Linked DNA regions of Gossypium hirsutum: region 2 is linked to region 1. A link is a contact called in public Hi-C data. All regions are on one chromosome and are shown on one strand. Each heading gives the region's core, a stretch centred on a gene start, on an enhancer-like site or on the middle of the called end of the contact. The rest is flanking DNA. Distances are from core to core; before and after follow the strand shown. Region 1 has its middle 18 kb from the start of LOC121218529. Region 2 has its middle 10 kb from the start of LOC107900644.

Region 1 (6,175 bases), core at 2,343-4,842:
TGATAACACAATTCCAGTTTATCTTAAATGACAACATATTCCTTACTTAATTTTTTAATTATTTCGATAAAAACATATTTATAAAAACACTTATAATGGCAGCAAAACTCTTAGCTAAATTCAGTTTGAAAATCGTAGTTTCAATTTTTAAAATCCAAAGTTTTGTTGATAGTGATGTTAAAATTTTAAAAATGATTAAATAGTTTAAAACATAAAATTGAAAGTCCAAAACAAAAATAGTTCCAAATGTCCGAAACAGTCCAACAGAACCAAAACAAAATGAATCAACTTTTTAAGTAACACAAATTATCTATGTTTAACCGAGCTCCCATCACACCGACTCATCCTATGTCTGAGAGTTACCTAAGAGTCAAACAAATAGAGAATGAGCTTACAAGCTCAATATGTAACTTATAAAAATAACAACATATACGAGTTCAGACATATGTTCGGATTTCAAACAGACATATTTCACAAACAAAAACAGAATCAAAACACATCAAATATAGATTTTAAATCCTACCCCATCTACTACACATCATCTCTGACCATCCCTACACACCATATAGGGTATTAAACCCATCCAGCCCTACACACCACTAAGTGACTGTAGGTCACTTTTCAGAATATTTGTAGCCTAACTGCCAGATCATTAAGCAGTAATTCGCCAGAATCATATATATATTTGGCTAAGCCACCAAATACGTCAAATAGATTAAACCGCCCAGACTTCCTCCATAAACATATTTCCCACCCCAATGAACATGCAGAACTAACAGGTATCATAAATGTATATGATATACATGCTTTATATACCTAATTCAGACCATACTTAGCAAATAACATATTATACTTAACATAATATGGATCATACTTAACATAATACAGATCATTCTTAGCATATAACTTATTAATCATGTGTACATAAATCGTATTTAACATTAACAGAACATCAGATATCATGATTTATAGCCTAATTTGTATCATACGGACCCTACAGAAGGCCTACGTCTGACTTGTACGACGAATACGACCCTAGAACACATTTTAAAATTTGGGCCCATATGCCCGTACGGCCCACACAGTCTACTTGGCCAACCTATGTGGCCTACAGGGTCTTATACATGCCCGTGTGGCCGACACGACCTACTTGGCCAACCCGTATGGACTACACGTCACCCACGCCCATATGACCCACACGGCCCAATTGATCGAGACGATCTAGCACACGGTTTGTCATGCTGTTATGTGTTGCACACAGCTTGGCACACGACCGTGTGGCATAGATAGTCTATTTTTTGGCTTTCAACCATTCGCGAGTTTTCAGGTTTTCGTTACGCACCTAGTCATTTTCGATGTGGACCCAAGGACGAATACTTTAGTACCTAAAACGACCATTCATATGAATTAATTAACTTAATTTTACAAAACTTGAGTGCTAAATCATGACCCAACAATGTCAATCAAACTTCAATACAGAGAACTCAACCTCAAACAGCGATGAATACGGTCACTTACCCTCAAGAACAAGCAGCGACAACAACGAGAGGATAATCAATAAACTAAGACCCCATCGTAAATGAGCATAAAGAAAGGAAAGAAAGGAAAAGCTTAAAAGAAAAGATGAGCATGACTTGAGAGAAAACAGAAAAAAAAAAGAAAAAAAAAATGGCAGGAGTAGAGAGATGTGGGAGCAAAAATTTAGGGAGAAGTTAGGGGAAAATCTAATTAATTTTAAAACAACCCAAATCTAATCCTACTAACCACTAATCAAATTTCTGGTAACTAACGCATTATCCAAAGTTTGAAATTGATCCAAACTCATCCACCTAGGTGACCCAAGCAAAAATAACAAAAAAATATTATCAATTTTCGAACACATGACCATACGATAAACTAACACCTTACCACTAAACCAACAAGCTCATATGTCACAAGTTCAACGAAAATAATTTTAAGCCAAATAAACAAGGATAGAGTTAAGAGAAACAATAACTTAATTTTTCCAAAAAAAAAATTTTGAACCCATGACCTCAAGCACACATTTAAGGCCCTTATCCACTAAAGCACACACTTAATTATGATAGACTTTAACAAATTAGAAATTCAAATTTTCGAGGCGTTACAAGAAGTGTCTGTAGAAGTGGGTATTTCTGCAAAAATTATGACAAAAACAATGAAAACAAGAGACAGTAAAGTTGTTTATGCAGTTTAGTTTTCCTATATCTGTAAAGTCTAGCTCAATGAGATGAATCCACTATCTTTGAAGCAAATACAAGTGATCCTAGTTCTAACACAACTTAATGAAAAATCTTTACTTTTGTATCTCAAAGACTAGATCTCTCACCACTAAATTATTCCACTAAAAACTTAGGTTGTAAAACCAATCACAAATAGGTTTTACAATATATATATATGTGCTTTCACAAATACCAAAACCTTACTTAAATAGATAAGTGCTCTCAATCAATCACTTTCATAACCTATACAAGTCTCTCAATTATATAAAGTTTTCTAGACTTGAAAACATAATGAAAATCAATTACAATCCCTTCTAAACAGTAGTTATATTAGCTAAATATAATATAATACTCAATAACCAAAGTAAAATGGACCATTCGCAAATAAGTCTTCAAGTTTCGGTCCAGTCCAACTTCCTTCATCCAAAGGATTCGACATATACAATTCAATCCTTCAAATATGTTTCTTCACATGAATTAAACTTCATTGATCAGCTTGAATCATTCCACGATATCAGCACAACTCAAAAATCTGGTTCAATAAACTGTCAATATTCCAAATATTGCAAGTTATTATTTTGTCATAATGGTAAAGGAAGTGGGTACTTCCCTTAACACATTGCAACAACTTCAAATATTTTAACAAACACATTAAAATACAGAAATACCCATATGTATTAATATAAAAAATAAAACAATATGCTAATAACTTTTATATAAGGCGAAGCAAGAATAGTTTGGCAAGAGCATGGTTGTGTGTGGCTTGATTCAGTTTTTTCTTTTTCTAGGATTTTTTAAGTCATATGTGATAATACGGTTTGATTCAATTCTTGATATTTTCATATTATTTTGGGTTTGAATTTTTGGATTTTATTTGACAAAATGAGCTTTCTTTTATAGCTTTTGAACATTATTTGACAAAATTTTAATTTCTTTTCATAAATATTTTTAAAAAAACTAATTAATTAAGTAAAAAATAATCAATAACTTTTAAAAAAAGTATATATTATTTTTTAAATTATTTTAAATATAAAATATCTATTTTTACCTTATATAAAATTTAAATTAATTACAAATTAATAAAAAAATAAAATTCAATTGATTTTGTAATTTGTGAATGAAAATCATGTAAAACACCAAAATTGAGATCGATTTTTGGGATTTTCAAAAATAAATAAATAAAATTCTCTGCATTAGGCTAGAGTGTTGACAATAGTAAATCCAAAATGTTTCTGGGTTGTTAGTGGAGATCTATTGTTGGTTTGGGTGCCCATTAATTTTATGTGGCAAGTAGTTGAAAGGCTCGTTGCTTTTACATGTGCTGCCTTTACAAGGCGACTTGACAATAGATGTATGTGAGCATTTGGATCCTTGGGCCTTTATCCTATGTGAGAGGGATTTAACACCTTATATGGTGTTGACTGTTGAAGCATTTCATCGGTTTTAATAATTGGGGTTGGAATTGTTCATAATATGTTTGTAATTTGCAGCACTATCTGATGTTTTTATTAAGACTCTCTTCGTAGCATCTTGTGTTTGAAACAAGAATGAAGTGGTCTTTTTCCAACATTAAATTACAATGCAACACTTTCCCTCCCTTATAAATACGCCTCTAATTTTATCAAAATAATTAATTGTCTTTTCAACCCTCAAACTTGGTAAATTGTCACGTATACGACATGTTATCATTTAATTATTATTTTTAATTTTAAAATATATATTTTTAATAATTTTAAAATTTTAAATTTTAAAAAAAATTAATTAAATGATGACATGTCATCTATGTGGCAATCCACTTGCATGCCACGTTAAAAAAGTTCAAAATATTTTTCATCTATTTTAAAATGATTTAACAAAAAATATAAATTTAAGAGCTAGATGAAAATTTAAATAGAAAACTATAACGAGTTCTAAATATTTAATTGTTTAAGTCCACCAAGCACTGCCCAATCACGAAAAGAGAAGAAGGAAAAAAATTATTAAAACATAATAGTTTAACTCACAATCAATTCATTAATGGGAAAGTTAATAAATAAAATAGGAAATGAATACATGATTGAATAATTATTTACAAGGAAGATGTTTAGAATGAGATTTTTGGGCAGTGAATTCTTTGATATACCCTTGTAATAGTTTGAAATTAAAAATAAAATACGATTCACTCTAGTCTAAAAATGAATGTATTGAGATTGTATTACCAACCCCAATTCTCTCTTATCTTTATCTTTCAATTGCCTCATCTCTCTCGCCGATAATCTTATTTTCCCCGCTCCATTTATTATTGTTTACCATCATCCATGTAATTGTTTCTTACTTTTCCTTTTCAAGAGGCTCAACCTCTTCATTTTACCATCTTCTTCTTTCGTTCTTTCTCTCTCCGGAAAATTCAAGTCTCCATCATCCTTTACAGATATTCAAGAATGAATCTACAAAAGAAAAAGAGGGAGAAGCTCTATGTTATTTTCCGGGGGAAGAAACCTAGCATCTACCACTCATGGAAGGAGTGTGCATCGCTAGTTATTGGCTTTAAGGGGAACATGTACAAGTCATTCAAATATGAGAATGATGTAGTTAAAGCCTTGAAAAGGTTTGAAAACTCTAGTGTTATACTTCTTTCCTCATCTATGCAGAATTCCACATGTCAAGAACATGGTACTCGAGTTCTATGCTAATTTTTAGAAGACAATAACTGATAATGATGATGAGCACTATATAAAGGCCTATGTGCATGAGCATTACTTCTCCTTCAACCCCATTGACATCAATAATTCTTACCCCATAGAAGAGAAGATAATGATGATAATTTGTTCTAAACTATTAATCTTACTGCACAACTAACAACGTCAGGACCACATGACTTGAAGGTTAAGACTTCATGAATTCTAAATTGGAACCAAATGATGCCACCCTTCAAACAATTATAACCATGATCTGGTTTCCATCAAAACAAGGCATGTGTGCTAACAAATGTGTGGCTGCTCTATTGTATAAGGATGTATAAGCCTAGAACAAGAGGCATATGTTATTGCTTCCCTTGCATCCCAAATCATGTTACAAGAAAAGGACTTAATGCAGGAAAGAGAAGTCCTTTAACAAAAAATAAGATAGGAGTCAAGGAACTACTACTACTATGATTGCTTTATTGCTTATGGTATTTAGAGTTATGATGATTTTTTTGGTTGGTGAACTTTATTTGCCCTCTACTTAAGTATAGATATTAATGTTGTGATATTTAATACATGGATTGCTATGGTTTGAATACTATGTTTTTTTTTCTATTACTAATGATATTTTTATTATTGAATTAAAGATTAATTTTATAGTTTACTTATTAATGATTAATTTTGTAGTTTACTTTCATAACTAATTGGTTTAATTAGGGCGAGCAATAACTCTTTTATGGATAGGATCAGAAAATCAGTCAAGTAAGGACTCTATTTAAAGACTTTATATATGATTGTGGATGAAGAAATATAGTTGCTATAGATGTTAAATCCCTCAAAACCTCTTCTTATTTGATGCCATATAGGAGTATTACTAAATCACAATTCAAAAAGATCACGTTCACACTACTTGAAGTTTTTCAAGCTTATAATGCCTATTTAAAGATAACCTATTTACTTAATTACGTTGTCACACCCCAAAAGTGGGCCTAAAAGTTTTAAGGTAAATTAGGAATTTTGGCTTGGAATGGGTTTGGAAATTTTGAACTGTGGTAACCCGAAATTGTTTTCATCTATGGCTTTTTGAAAATTGAAACAATTTTTGAAAATAATGTTTAAAAGACCTTCAATTTTGAAATAAGGATTGATTAATAAAAGGGTCTAAATTATGAGTTCTTAAAAGGAAATTAAACCAAATATTAATTTTCACCCTATTTTCCCCTTCATCCTTATAAAACCCATGTTAGTCTCTTCTCCATATTTTTCTTTTGT
Region 2 (5,936 bases), core at 3,309-5,808, 200 kb after region 1:
ATTGTAGTTAAATAGATTGAAAATAACGAATCTTATTTCCCTGAAGTTGCAGTGGAACAGATTGAAGCTATAAATTACATATCTTATCTCTCTGAAATTGCAGTAAAGCAGATCATATCAAACCTTATCTCCCTTAAGTTGCAGTGGAGTAGGTTAAACCAATCTTATCTCTCTGAAGTTGCTGCGAAGAAGATTGAAGCTACAGGTCATATCTCTCTGAAGTGCAGTAGAGTGCATTGAAGCAACGAGACATAGTGGAGTAGACTAAAACCATGAATCTCGTCCCCTTGAAGTTGCTGCGAAAAAGATTGAAGCTACAACTCATATCTCTCTGAAGTACAGTAGAGTGGATCGAAGCAATGAGACACAGTGGACTGGAAGGAGGCTATTTGAAGAAAATGAGCACCAGAATAAGTCAAGACTCGGCGAGACCGAGCAAAATTGGTCTTTCTTAGTCTTTACTCTGTTCTCGTTACACGACAGCGAGTAAAGAGGTGCAGCTGTACAGCCCAAATTTTGCCCAGGGCCCAAAACCCAAAACCCAACCAACCCAAACACAAATAACAAACCCAACCACCTAGACCTAACCCAATAGCCCAATTAAAACCCGAGCCCAATTACAATGCTTGGCCCAACAGTCCTAGCCCAAAACATATTTTTAGAAAAAACGTACACCTAGGGTCGCCCACTTGCCCTGCCACCACTGCCTCTGATGCTGCGCCACCAACTCTGCCACCTGCTCCATCAACGTCAAATACCTGCAAACAAACAGCAAAAGAAACAGACCACAAAACAGTAACAATATGAGGGGATTTTTTTCTTTTCTTTCGGCTATAAAGCCGAATATGTTGTAAAAGTTTGAGGGATTTTTTTTATTCTTGTTTTTCAAAAAAAAAAAGATTGAGAAATAAAAACAACAAAAAAAATTCAAAGGTTACATTGAGAAACTCTACTCTATTTTCGTTTTGTTCTTTTATTTTTATTTTTATTTTTTTTGAAATAAATATAAAAATAAAAAAAGGAGAGGCCTTTTTTTACCTTTTTTGCCGTCGTCGGAGTGTGGGAGACCAATGATCTACATCGGAGGAAAAAAAGAAATTTTTTTGGACTCCCCGCCGCCGTGCACAGCGGTGCCGGCAATCGGCGGCCGACGCAACGGTCGTTGGCCGGATTTCGGGCCGATGTGCGGAGAGGGGGAGAGGAGTTGGGAGTGTTTTTTTGAGATTTTTTTAAAAAGAAGGGAAAAAATAAATTTTTTTGAAAAAATTTGGTTTAAATAGGGAAGCAAAACGACGTCATTTTACTTTGCCCTTTAAAACGCCAAAATGGCGTTGTTTTGAGCTACTTGATCCAGCCGATCCGACCCGCCTGGAGGATCTGCGTGTTTTCGACGGAAGGGCTAATTGCACTTTTAGCCCTTCCGCTTTTTTAATGTTTTTCAATCAAGGGTTTTTTTATTTTTCAATTTTACCCTGTGCTTTTTTATGAATTCAGTTTGGCCCACACTTGAACGACGACGTTTTGGAGGGTGGGGATTATTGCCCATTTGGTCCCTCCTTGTCATTTGCGCTTCCTATTGGGTCCTCTCTTTTATTTATTTTCAGATTTGACCCCGAATTTTGTTTTAAAATTCAATTTAGCCCTTTTGTTTTTGTTATTTTGGTTATTTTATTATTAAAACTAATAAATTATTATTGTTATTATTATTATTAATATTATTTTTATTATCATCATATTTTTGTTTATACTTACTATGTAAATTTTAAATATATGTATCTTATTATATTATTATTATATAATTGCTTCTATATATATAGACACACATATATACATATTTAATATTTACATACATATACACGCTTATATTTTTTTTATATATTTTATAATTTATATACATGTATGTATTTATATGCGCATTTTAAATTTATATATATATACTTATACATACTCTTTATATTTTAAAATCTATATTTTTCTTATTTATTTTCTATAGTTTATAATTCATGTGTACATATATTTTTATATATTTTCTAATGCATACATGCACATAATATATATATCTACATACGTTTTTTAATTTTTATAAATATACATATATACCTACCTTTATTTTTTTTTCATATCTTTATATACATATATACATACATACTTACATATATTTTTATGTACATAAATTTTTTCATATTTTCATAATTTTATGCACACATACATATATATATATATATATATCTTTTTACATTTTTATAATTTTATTCATTTTATTTATTTATTTATTTTCGTTATTATTTTAAAAGAATGCTTTGACTTTATTTGCTTATATATTTGTTTTGTATGTTATGGATTTGTACTTTTTATTTATCTTATTTTTGTTGTTGTTGCTTGTGTTATCTTTACACCATCGTATTCATTATTGTTTTGCTATGTATATCAACAATGTCATTCGTTTTTGCATTCTTTTTATCACGACATCGTGTTTCATTTTACTCAGTATGTCAAAATTTATTCTAAATAAATGACATTTCGTATGTTTAGATTCGAGAAGGTTGTACCCTAACTTACTGGGTTTCGATTTTCACAATAAATCTAAATACACGGATCTTTTCAAACTCAAGTTTTAAATGATCTCGGGAATTAAGAAAAGATCGTGTCCTAACTTACTGGGCATGATCCCTTTTTAAATCCGAGATAGCTAAATATCTTTTAAATAAGTAAATTTTCGGCATTCATTCGCGCATCGAGAATTCAAGACTTGTGTCCTAACTTACTGGATATAATTCTCTTTCTCGATTAATGTAAAATATGCCATTTTCTCAAAAATTTTCAACATTTCAATAAAGGATCGTATTTTTAAAATTCTTCAAAATTTTCAATCTTCGACACTAAGACATTAATTAATCAACTAGGTACCAATTTTGGGCGCTACGAGGGTGCTAATCCTTCCTCATACGTAATTGACTCCCGAACTCGTTTTTTGAATTTCGTGGACCAAAATCGTTGTTTTAATAAAATCAAATTGTTTATTAAAATAACCACTTTTCGAGGTGGCCCGATCACACCTTATCAAAAAGGATTGGTGGCGACTCCATATTCGTTTTCATTTTTAAAATCCAAGTCGACCCCGTTTTGTCAAAAAAATAGTGTCAACATAGTCCATTATGAAGAGTCCATAATTCTATGTCTACACTTGTAGTACAAGGGATGTGGCAGTAGGATCCTACGATCCAGTTTCCGTGTTGGTCTTTTATAAAGGCTCAAGAGTTTAAAAAATCCTTAAACTTTTTTTTAAAAAACAACAAATCCCTCCTCTTTTTTTTTTTGCACTCAATTAAGCACTTGAACTTTCAAAATGTATAAATGCCCTCAAACTTCTTCAAAGAAACCAATTAAACCCCTATTTTTTTTTCACTCAATTGGGTACTTGAACTTTCAAAATGCATGAAAAAGATCCTTAAAATTTTTCAAAAAAGCAATTAAGCCTCTACTCTTATTAAAAATTAGAAAAAATAATTATAAAAATAATAAATTTTAGAAAATTTATTAAATTTTAATAAAAATATAAAATATAAAAAATTTATTAAAATATTTTTTATAAAATCATAAATAAATTTTAAATTTTTATAAAAATCATAAAAAATTAATGACCCTTATTTTTTTCAATTAAAGTCATCACGTGTCGCAATACAGTGTGACATGTGGTGAAAAATGATAAAAGAATTAAAATCAATAAAAGTTTTAGAAAATATTATAAAATGCTTCTTTGGTGCATAATTTTTATAATTTTTTTTCGAAATTTATATTTCTTTACATTTTGTATAATTTTCTTACTATTTTATAAACTTTTATATTTTTTTATGTTTCTATATATTTTATATATTTTTTTACGATTTTTATAAAATTTTACCATTTTTATATTTTTTACGATTTTTATATTTTTTTCTAATTTTTAATAAATTTTAATATTTAATTTTTTTATTAAAATTTATTAAAATTTATAGCTTTTATTGATTTTATTTTTTATAATTTTTTTTATAATTTTTAATAAAAATAGGGGCTTAATTGGTTTTTTTTTTAAGTTTGAAAGTCTTTTTGATACATTTTAAGAGTTCAAGTACCCAATTAAGTGCAAAAGAAAAGGAGCTTAATTACTTTTTTTAGAAAAAAAAAATTTGAGGGTTTTTTTTTTGCACCGTTAAAGCTTTCATAAATGCACTTGATCCATCTCTTCATGTGCCTATTGAAGATTCATCTGTATTCAGCTTCGACTATCCCTACTCTAGTAGCTGCCAATTAATTGGAGTAAATGATTGTAAAGGCTTCGCACAATTGCCTTCGTTATTAACTTGTTAAAGCTTGTATAAATTTAAAATATCCTAAATTAGATCAAATCTTGTCTATTTCCCCACAAGATTTAAAGTTAAGGGTCCAAACTCTTTTAACTCCTAAGACAGCAACCCACAAATTCATAGTTCACTAATTTAAGCACACCAACACCAATAAAAAAAAACCAAATTCATTGTCTTGTCTGGATCCAACTAGCCCAATTAGTGTTTCGAACTCACTGACTATGTCTAATGTATAGTCTCGCCCAAGTTATGTCTACTTCTCCACTTGAGCCCACACTCCTAGGTTAATAAATGGGAAACCCAATTTTAGGATGGAAATTTGTGTGGAAAATATGATTGTTTCTCCCTAAAGAAATTAAACTTTTTGCACCTACAATTCTTTAGTGAATTGCGAATATCAAGATGTGCTCGTGATTCTGATTGTGCTTCATTCAACTTGACAGACAATTAGTATCCTGCCAACTCTCCTCTTGACAACTTATAATGACACAATATAAGTTAAAAATAACTACAAATTCCATCTCTCATTCCTTAATCTTAATTTGATTAATATTTATAAATTTTGATAAACAGGGAAGTGATATTTTTAAAGAATCAGCATATTTTAGTTATTTGTAGACACCTGGCATCCATGCTTATCAATTATCATGTGTCTAGGGCAATGCTGTAGTCTACACTCCCTTAGTTTGGGGTAAAACTATGGATTGCATATTTGCATTTTAGAATAAGAATAGGGATATTTGATATCTAATCCTTCATCTTCTCTTCATTTTAGTAGCAGCAGAAACCTTTTTATATTCACTAATAACCCCACATCTTTATTTTAATCATTTCCCTATGGATACGGGAAACAAGTGATTTTCTTTTTATCAAATTATTATTCCTTTTTCTTTTTATGTGAAGCCTAGAGATATGAGAAAGGTTGTATATATTTGTTAATTGCCATCTCATAAAATCAACTTAAATTAACACCACATTAACCTTACTAATCATATTTAATGTGATTTGATATTTTGATGCATAATTGACTAACTTTTATGGATAAAATAAGGATTAAAATTGAATTATAAATTTTTAAGAGGTTAAAATATAATATTTTTTTGAAAAGATTAAACAATTTTTTTCATTTTTTAAAAGATGAAATTGTAATGTTATTATATATTAACTTAAAATTTTATCGATATTGAATTACAACTTTCTATATTAAGGGAGACTACCTACCCTCCATAGATTCACCTATAGATAAAACTACAAACCCTCGTTGATTGCCCCTACTTAATTCTAAATGTTAAATTCTAGTTTTCTACTTCATCCTAATAAACTTTAGGGTAAACTATATAAATAGTCACTCAATTATGCTCGCGTTCTTGTTTTGGTTATCCACTTTTAAATATTTTCAATTTAAGTACTAATATTTGCATTTGTTCCTATTTTGGTCACCAATCGTTACATTGAGAACGGAAAGTCTTTTTCTAATTGATATAATAACACATTTAGTCCTCAGTACTTACATATTCTATCAATTTGATCCTAATTCTAAATAATTTAATAAATTCAACCCTTCACATTTACAAATTCTATCAATTTGATCCT

The links. Hi-C and Micro-C count contacts between places; a contact is called where the count stands out from the background.
Region 2: a contact with region 1 is called in a Hi-C map of hypocotyl, with 2.1 times the contacts expected there. The contact joins two enhancer-like sites. A contact is called at or near these places in 2 of 34 Hi-C or Micro-C datasets (hypocotyl and leaf).

What each region holds. Positions count from the first base shown.
Region 1 is chrD06:48,651,154-48,657,328 of Gossypium_hirsutum_v2.1, forward strand. No RefSeq gene overlaps it. Among protein-coding and RNA genes, the nearest start is that of LOC121218529, 18 kb to the left of the region's middle. Within about 2 kb of position 3,593, at least 1 of the 9 cell types and tissues checked has an H3K27ac peak or open chromatin away from gene starts, as enhancers often do. A contact at or near this core is called in hypocotyl, where this site is marked.
Region 2 is chrD06:48,846,368-48,852,303 of Gossypium_hirsutum_v2.1, forward strand. No RefSeq gene overlaps it. Among protein-coding and RNA genes, the nearest start is that of LOC107900644, 10 kb to the left of the region's middle. Within about 2 kb of position 4,559, at least 3 of the 9 cell types and tissues checked have an H3K27ac peak or open chromatin away from gene starts, as enhancers often do. A contact at or near this core is called in hypocotyl, where this site is marked.